Linked DNA regions of Zea mays: regions 1 and 2 are each linked to region 3. The links are chromatin contacts, called in public Hi-C maps. All regions are on one chromosome and are shown on one strand. Each heading gives the region's core, a stretch centred on a gene start, on an enhancer-like site or on the middle of the called end of the contact. The rest is flanking DNA. Distances are from core to core; before and after follow the strand shown. Region 1 holds the start of LOC103647074 (G-box-binding factor 1). Region 2 has its middle 55 kb from the start of LOC542051. Region 3 holds the start of LOC103647073 (polyubiquitin).

The links. A called contact is a pair of places that touch in the nucleus more often than the background predicts.
Region 1: a contact with region 3 is called in a Hi-C map of ear, with 5 times the contacts expected there. The contact joins the promoter of LOC103647074 here to the promoter of LOC103647073 in region 3. A contact is called at or near these places in 2 of 25 Hi-C or Micro-C datasets (ear and leaf).
Region 2: a contact with region 3 is called in a Hi-C map of ear, with 5 times the contacts expected there. The contact joins the enhancer-like site here to the promoter of LOC103647073 in region 3. A contact is called at or near these places in 3 of 25 Hi-C or Micro-C datasets (ear, endosperm and leaf).

The regions. Positions count from the first base shown.
Region 1 is chr2:147,427,736-147,430,435 of Zm-B73-REFERENCE-NAM-5.0, forward strand. LOC103647074 (G-box-binding factor 1) reads left to right here and starts at 1,373. Exons shown (of 4, transcript XM_020549333.2): 1 at 1,373-1,624; 2 at 1,739-1,933; 3 at 2,034-2,177; 4 at 2,289-2,500. The coding sequence starts at 1,460. The coding sequence ends at 2,399.
Region 2 is chr2:146,720,276-146,722,975 of Zm-B73-REFERENCE-NAM-5.0, forward strand. No RefSeq gene overlaps it. Among protein-coding and RNA genes, the nearest start is that of LOC542051, 55 kb to the right of the region's middle. Within about 2 kb of position 1,311, at least 18 of the 20 cell types and tissues checked have an H3K27ac peak or open chromatin away from gene starts, as enhancers often do. A contact at or near this core is called in ear, endosperm and leaf, where this site is marked.
Region 3 is chr2:147,116,815-147,119,514 of Zm-B73-REFERENCE-NAM-5.0, forward strand. It overlaps LOC103647073 (polyubiquitin), which reads right to left and starts at 1,416. Exons shown (of 2, transcript XM_008671635.4): 1 at 1,316-1,416; 2 at 1-748. The coding sequence starts at 747. The coding sequence ends at 79.

The sequences.
Region 1 (2,700 bases), core at 123-2,622, 310 kb after region 3:
CCGAGCGTCAGAGAACAAAAAGATCCAAGATTCAGCTCCTGTTCATGTAGAGGTACGGCACGCAGTTTGGGTCGGTTGCCGTCTCGGGATTCCCGCTACTGCCGCGGCCTGAGCTACGAGAGATGGACACTGTACTGGGCTGGTTGGTCGAGCACACGGACAAGCTCAGCAATCAGTGGTCAGCGCACGCTTCTCCCTCCCCCGTCAGACCAATCAGGCACCAGGCATCAGCACCAGGTGAGGCGAGGCCCTAATCTAGAGATGGCAATGGGGACCCGATCCCCGATTCCCCGCGGGGAATTCCTCTATTAGGGGACGGGGATGGAGAAATTTCTTCCCCCACGGGGATGTAAACGGGGAAAATTTCTCCCCCGACGGGTAAACGGGGATGGGGATGGGGAAGCATTCCCCATCCCCGTTCCCCGCGGGGACCCGTTAAACTTACATGTGACGATGTTTTCATATAATAGTTAATGATACAAAATAAATAATTATCTTGCCAAGAGATCACTAGTTGTACAAATGCGTTCATTTTAATGTACACATAATGATTTTTACATCTAACAATGTGTATAAGTGAAAATGTTTTACATTAATAACAAATTAAGTATGATCTAATTATAATTTAAGCGGGGACGGGGATCCCCGATGGGGATTTATCCCCGCGGGTAACGGGGATGGGGAAGAAATGTCCCCCGCAAGCGTTCGTGGGGATCCCCGCGGGGAAGTTTTTTCGTCGTGGGGACGGGGATGGGGAGCCAAAACCCGACGGGGAATTCCCCGTTGCCATCTCTACCCTAATCTGACAGAAATGCTGCCTGCCGTGCCGCAGGCCCAGCACGCAGTATCGCCGAGCCGGATTGGGTTGCGCCTTGCGCGCGCCGAACGGCCGAAGCGAGAGCATGGTGTTCCAGACGCTTCCGGCGTGGCGGCGGCCACCCGGCCGGCGCAGGGGCGCGGCACGTCGCGACTCGCTCGAGTGGGACCGTGAACCGCGTCCAGCTCTGAGCCTGAGCCCTGAGCCTGAGCCTGAGCCAAGCCAACAAAGGCGCTGCGCACCGGGCTGACACGCGGGGCCCTCGTCCCGCCCGGCTCGGCCCACGAACCGCCCGCCCGCCCGCTCTCCGCAGTCTGCATGCCGGTCGCGGGGGCGCCCGGCCTCCGCGTGTCCCCCGAGCGCCTGCTGCGTGGAGGTGAGCCCGGGCGGCGCGAGCCTCTCCGACACGTGGCGGCCGCGCACGGGCGAGGCGGGCTCCACAGGGCGCGACGGGGGTGGCCGCCTGCCCGCGAGGCGGCGCGGGAGATATTTAAATTCTGGCTTTCCCTTGGGGCACTTGGCACCGCTCCTCCGCCGTTCAACCCTCTTCTCGCCTGATCGCCTCCCGCACGTACCTCTCTATATTTGTTTCTCCCATCCATGCGAAGCTCCGGCATCTAGCTAGCAGGTCGCTCGATCGCCATGTCCGACGATAGCGACGGCCAGCGGCAATGCCGCCGGGGCGTCACCGTCGACGTCGAGCTCGGCGCCGCCATGGCGCTTGCCGACATGGCCGGGGTCGCCGGACCGGGCGGCGAACAGCCGCCGCCCGTGCGGCGCGCTACTCCCGCTCCTTCTGCTCACCAGGTGAATGATTACAACCGCCGTCGCCGTCACCGTCGCAGCGCTTTGCTTGCTCTATTAAGATTTAATCGTAACTCCTAACTAACGTACGAATAACTCTCCACGACCGGCGACCAGGAGGACGAGGCGAGCACGCGGCTGAGCCTGGAGCTAGGGGAGGTGAGCATCCAGGCCTCCCCGTGCTCCAGCAGCTCCAGCTTTGGCGGGCACCCGCCGCCGCCGCCGTCCCACCAGGCGGCGTACCAGCAGCCCGCCGTACCGGAGCCAGCGACGACTGGCTACGGACCCCGGCCCCGGCACGCGGTCACCGAGGTATGTAAGTAAGTACCTAGCTGCTCGCCCGTGCTTCGCGGCCGGCACAATCGCGCGCGACTCCGTAACCGACCGCCGTCTTCACCACCGTGCGTGACAGGCCGAGAAGGAGGCGAAGCGGCTGCGGCGCGTGCTGGCCAACCGCGAGTCCGCCCGCCAGACCATCCTCCGCCGCCAGGCCATCCGGGACGAGCTCGCCAGGAAGGTCGCCGACCTGTCGTCGCAGAACGAGAGCATGAAGAAGGTAGGTACCACCGCACCTTGCTCGGCGGCGGCGGCATCTGGTGTAATGTCGTCTTCACGTACGCCGCTCTTTCGATCGAGTTGCACTGATGAGCCGACGGCCACGGTGCAGGAGAAGGACGTGGTCATGGAGGAGTACCTGTCGCTCAAGGAGGCGAACAAGCAGCTCAAAGAAGAGGCACATCGCTTTCCTACCTTTCATGCTCGATCTATACTTGAATAAAATCTCTGCGTAATCCTGTACTTGACTCGGCAGATGACGTAGCATCACTCACCTGGTTTACTACGATTATAGTAACGATGTTGCCATTGTTAGGCAGACAACCTCTCTACTTGTTCCCCTCAAACGAGGACACATGTGCGCATGACTTGCACTGCACTTTTTCGCCTTTCCTGTTTCTGCCCACCACTACCAGTGCTCTACTCATGCCGTACACCTGGCTCCTGCTGCTAGTCGTGTTCGAATTGCATGTTCTTGTGCAGAGGCGTGCGTGAGGACTGAGGACACGTCGGTGGATTTCATC
Region 2 (2,700 bases), core at 61-2,560, 400 kb before region 3:
ATTTTCCACTGGCGATTATTTTAGAACCACCAATGGAAATGGTATTTTCATTGGCGGTTCTCTTAACCAAACGCCAGTGTAAATAACTTTCTATGACGGTTGTGTTAAGAGAATCGCTAGTGGAAAAGTTTTCACACCTAAGCTTTTATAACACCCTAAAATTCTATTTTGGGTAAATTAGGAAAGCTCATTTTGTGACTCAAAAAAATATTTTCAAATAAGAGATTATATAAAATATTCTTATTTGAATTAAATTACCCTTCTTAAAAATATATAGTTAATGACTATCCTCTAAAATAATTAAGTAAATCTATCTTAATCTAGCTTTCATATAAGAAGTTACACTCTCTTAAAAATAATTATATGAAGGATATAGATTTAGGTTATTGTTAATATAAACTTTGGCTATGTAATTGAACTATTTTCTTAAGCTAAATATTATGGTGAGGTACATTGAATAAATCATACTTTATTGAATAGTATGTTTTGTTTCAGGGACAAAAGAATTAAAAAAATGTATATATATAATAATCGCATTGTTATGCTGAGACTTCTATTTGATACATCTAATATATGCTTGAAGTTCATAATCAAACTTGGATTTGAAATAAGAAAAAAAAGAAGAAAACAGAAAAAAGAAATGAAAAATGGGCAAACTGGTTCTTGGGCTATTTTCCCTCCCCCTTGGCCCAGTTACCCTTTCCCACCGCCCTGGCCCACTCCCAACTCACCCCCACGCCAGCCCACCTCCACCTCTGTCATCGCTGACATGTGGTCCCCATTGGTCGGCCACTCCGCACACACGATCTAGCGATGGGCCGCTGGCTTGTGGGCCTGATAGGCCAGCGTTCCGCGTGCGCGTATCTGTCTCGGCCGAAACCAACATGTGGAGCTAGTTTGTCAGGAGTCCTTCACCACCAAATCTGCGCGTAACAAACCCATGCGCGTCCGTCGGGGCATGTTCACCGGCCGCCGCGGATTCTGCCGCTACGAACTCTACCGCCGCGCTATAAAAACCTGAGGCCTCTAGCCCCCTACCAACATGGGCGCCCCAAGATCGCGTCATGCCTCGTCACCGAGAACCGAGGGGATCAGTGCGGAAGAAGAGTTGCCGCCGCGAGGGAAACTGGGGAACGTCATCGCTCGAGCTGAAACATGGGGTCAGGGAGCTTCGCATTCTCTTGAGGAGCGTGTCGATGGTTATCGTTGAGCTTTGGTGGCCAAGAATCGGTGGCAATTGCTTGCTGGGCTTGGTGAGGACAGCCCTGCCACCATCCATCGTCGATGGGTGTCTGTGCGGCCCAATAGCTGGTAACTACCCGCCCCTGTAGTTCGCCTTGTCATGTTCATAGCGTAGAACCGATCGTTCATGATAATGGTGTACCGGGGTGCCAGTGCTGTTTGCCAACCATGGCCGCTGCCGCCGCATGGGCCCTCTACGCCATCATTGAGGGCTTGTTCGGTTCTACCCCAATCCATATGAATTGAGGGGAATTGAGGGGGTTTTAATCCCTAGTAAGTCAAAATCATCTCCAATCCGTATCAATCCCCTCCAATTCATATGAATTGAAAATAACCGAACAAGCCCTGAGAGGGCAGGGTTGAGGCAGAAGAGTGGTGGCCGTCAGTCCTTGGATCGACGGTGGAGATTGAGGCTAAGGGATAAAATTTGGTGGGTGGCACGTGTACCGTGTATCTCGTTATTTGTGGCCAGGATTAAAGGATCCATACCCCTCCTTCATGTTCTGATTTGGCCCGTTGGATCGAAGACGAGAGGAGAAGATTACATATGGGCGTGGGTCATCTCGGGCTGTTGATCCGTGATCCAACGATGGTGGATGAGTACTATTCACATGAGAGTAATTGGGTGGCTAGGATGGCTGCATACCCTCTTCGGCCTCGGCAATGTGCAAAAGAGCCCTTAGACTTTTTACTAATCAACCTGTCGTCCACTATATTCAAAGAAACATAGCAACTAGGTCCTAAAATTTGTAGGTCACCCCCTAAGCTCCTAGAAAATTGTGGCCACAGCCCAAAGGTTAATAAAGTGGGTAAAATTAATAAAGAAAATGATTTTTAGTATACAAATAATTCTAAAAACTTGTTTAATTCATATTTATTTCATTTTAACTTCTTTTTGATCCATTCCAGTTGCATTAAATTTATATTAATAATGTTTAGCATCTAGCAACCTTATTTTGTTATGAAACATATGTTAAAATTATACACTTAGTTTGTTCTATATTAAAGACCCAAATCTTCAGAAAATCATAACTTTATAACCGTGACTCCGAACTTAGCGGTTCTCGAACCTAGGATCTCGTTACGACGCGTAGATCATTATTATGCAGTCTGTTCTTATGTTTGGTGTGATGTTAGTTTTGCCTATACCATGTTTGCTTGTATTGCTACAAGAATAACAGTGAGGTCACAAGAATTTGAAGATCATCTTGGTACCTGGAATCTCGAGTCCCAAGCAAGTTGTGCCCTTGATCACTCCTTTTTACCTAATAATATTCGCTGTTAATCACTACGACATGCTCAGGTTAATTTGACAGGACCTAATAGGTTTCCCTAGCATTGTTTATCCCCCACCTTGCAAACAGATAAATTATTAGGTAGATTTGCTATTGCTCTATCTGGTTTTAGTAAACTAATGTTTTATTACGATCATGTTCCAATTATGTTGTTGTTTAATTA
Region 3 (2,700 bases), core at 166-2,665:
TAATGATACTTTTTACTGATAACAAACCACTAGTAGTAATATTGAATGACCATGCATGCATGCATGGCATCAGTCTCATCACCAGCCACAAAGGCAAAGCATCAGATGGAGGGTTTCCTCCTTCTGGATGCCGTAGTCCGCCAGGGTGCGTCTGCCCTCAAGACGCCTGCCGCGAAAGATGATGCGCTGTTCTAGGGGTGGGATGCCCTCCATTTCATAGATCTTCACCGTGATACTGTTGACGGTATCTGAGCTGTCGACCCTAACAGTGGTGGTCTTTCCGTTTTGCATCTTCACAAAGATCTGCATTGCGTCACTTGTACTTGTACATGGGTGGATGACAAGGAGAAGCGTGGACTCGTTGCAAATGTTGTAGTCCGCCAAGGTGTACTTGCCCTCTAGCTGTTCGTCGCCAAAGATGAGGCATTGCCGACCCTTGGGAAATCCCTCGTTGTATTCAATCTTGTCCTTTATGATGTCAATAGTATCTAAGCTATCAACATCAAGAGTGATGGTTAGGCCTTTTAGCGTCTCCTTCACATAGATTTGCATCTTTTCTTGGAGGTCAAGCGTGGATTGATGCTGGATGTTATAATCAGCCAGTGTGAGGTTATCCTCCATCTGCACTCCTTCAAAGACAAGGTGGTATTTTTCTAAAATCTTTTTCTTAACTGTATGCAAGGTATCGTCAGGTTGGACCCTGAGGCAAATCATCTTGCCGCTGGGGCTCCTCACGAAGATCTGCATTCTGAATGAGCACACCCACCAAACATCATCAGTTGTTTTAATGTAGACAAAAAGAATGCTTTGATACAACTTTTAATTATTTGAGCTATACAACAATGCACAAAAAGCGCCAACATTTCCAATAGGCACCACCTTAAAAATAACATGGCTCACATTGAAGAGAGAAACTGAATGTGTTAGTTCACATTTTTGCTGAATACACTTTCTACTTGCCAGCCAGAATGCATCGATCTAATTGGAAAACAAAATTTGCAGCAATGCAGCCCTTCGTATGAACCAGCAACTGAATTCAACAGAAGACCCTTTCATCTTTCTTCTGTTTAGGCTATAGAACAATTAATATCCAAAAAAACAACAACTCAAACAGGTTGTAGAAGAAGATAAATTGAGAGTCCTCACAACGAATCATTTGAGACGAGACACAGATTCCAGCCAATACTCCAGTAATCCTACTACCTGACACAGTGACACTGACACTACGCTTGCTATATATAGAGAGATCACCGGACACCGGTACCACAAATACGAATAAGACTGCTAGTATAGAGATTAGAGCTACCTCGTATACCTAAAGCCCACAAAGACGGCTTGTTCCTCGGATCCGTGGGCGTTCTTCGTTCCGCCGGAGTGCCCAGAGAGATGGAAATTGAAGTGGACGGGCGATGACTTAGCTAGGGTTGGTGATAAGATGCATTTTATAGTCGATCGTGCTGGGCTGCTGGCTGTTTGGATATGGGCCAGGCCGGGGCGGCGTCTCTCCATACACATATTTTCATGTACGTAATATCCAAAAGGAAAACTAGCACTCACATTTAATATATAGTCCATCGTGCTGGGCTGCTGGCTGACTTCGACGCTCATTATTTAATTGGATATGGGCCAGGCCGGGGTGGCGTCTCTCCATACACATATTCTCAAATACTCCGTTACATAATAGAGTTCGTTTTACCATTTGCTTTTTTTATCTACTATATTTAAATAAATGATAATAAATCTAGACATATTTATAAAACAGATACACTTGTTATTGTATAGATCCAATAAAAGACTAAAACGAATTTTAATTTGGAATAAAGAGAGTACGTAATATCCAAAAGGAAAACTCCAACCCGCACGCCACGTGTTAAGATGAGCGCGCGACCGAGCCTGGTCTACCTTTGGCCTGCTAGTCGTGGCCCACTCCACTTCGTATTCCTCTTCCAGCCCTCATTGTCGTCGCCGAGGAGCCGAGCCTAGAGAGCAGGCGGAATGTGGGGGAGCAGCCGATGGCAAAGTCGCCTCCAGGCGGGGTGGTGGTTGATGCCGGCGGGGCATAAGGTTAGGATTTCGGGTTGGGTTCCATTATTCACTAGCTTAGAGGGAGGGTTTTAAGGCGGCGATGGTTTGGCGGTGGAGTCGGTTTGGTCGCCGGTCAGGCAGGTTCGGACAACTAGTGGGCGGTTGTGGGCAAAATTGCTTATTTGGGTTCTTATATGTTGCTTCTCAATAAAATACCCCACTAACATTGTCAATAGCTAAAATACCCCACAAATACGAGTGCCTCTCGCCGAATTACGCCACCATTAGCCTGGCCTTGGTACATTACAATTATACCCCTGTTAATCACCCTATTAACGCAATATCTCTCGTCCTCACCTTCTTGTTGGTGCCGATCCGCGCGCCAATCACATCGATGAATATCAGTTGCGGTGCCCTCTACGAAGGTGCAGACGGTCCGAGGCCGAGGGCCGGACGGTCCGCGACCTGGCGCCAGAGCTAGGGTTTCTGTCTGACGAGCCGGACGGTCCGCGCATGCATAGGGGCGGCGGAGTTCACCGAACAGCGCTAGGATCTCGCTCCCTGGAGGGATCCCATTGTGGAGGAGAGATCCTAGGGTTTGTCTTGGGATCGGCAGGCCACCCAAGACGCCTCTAAACGACGTAGAGCCGGAGAGAGGTGAAGATTAGAGAGAGG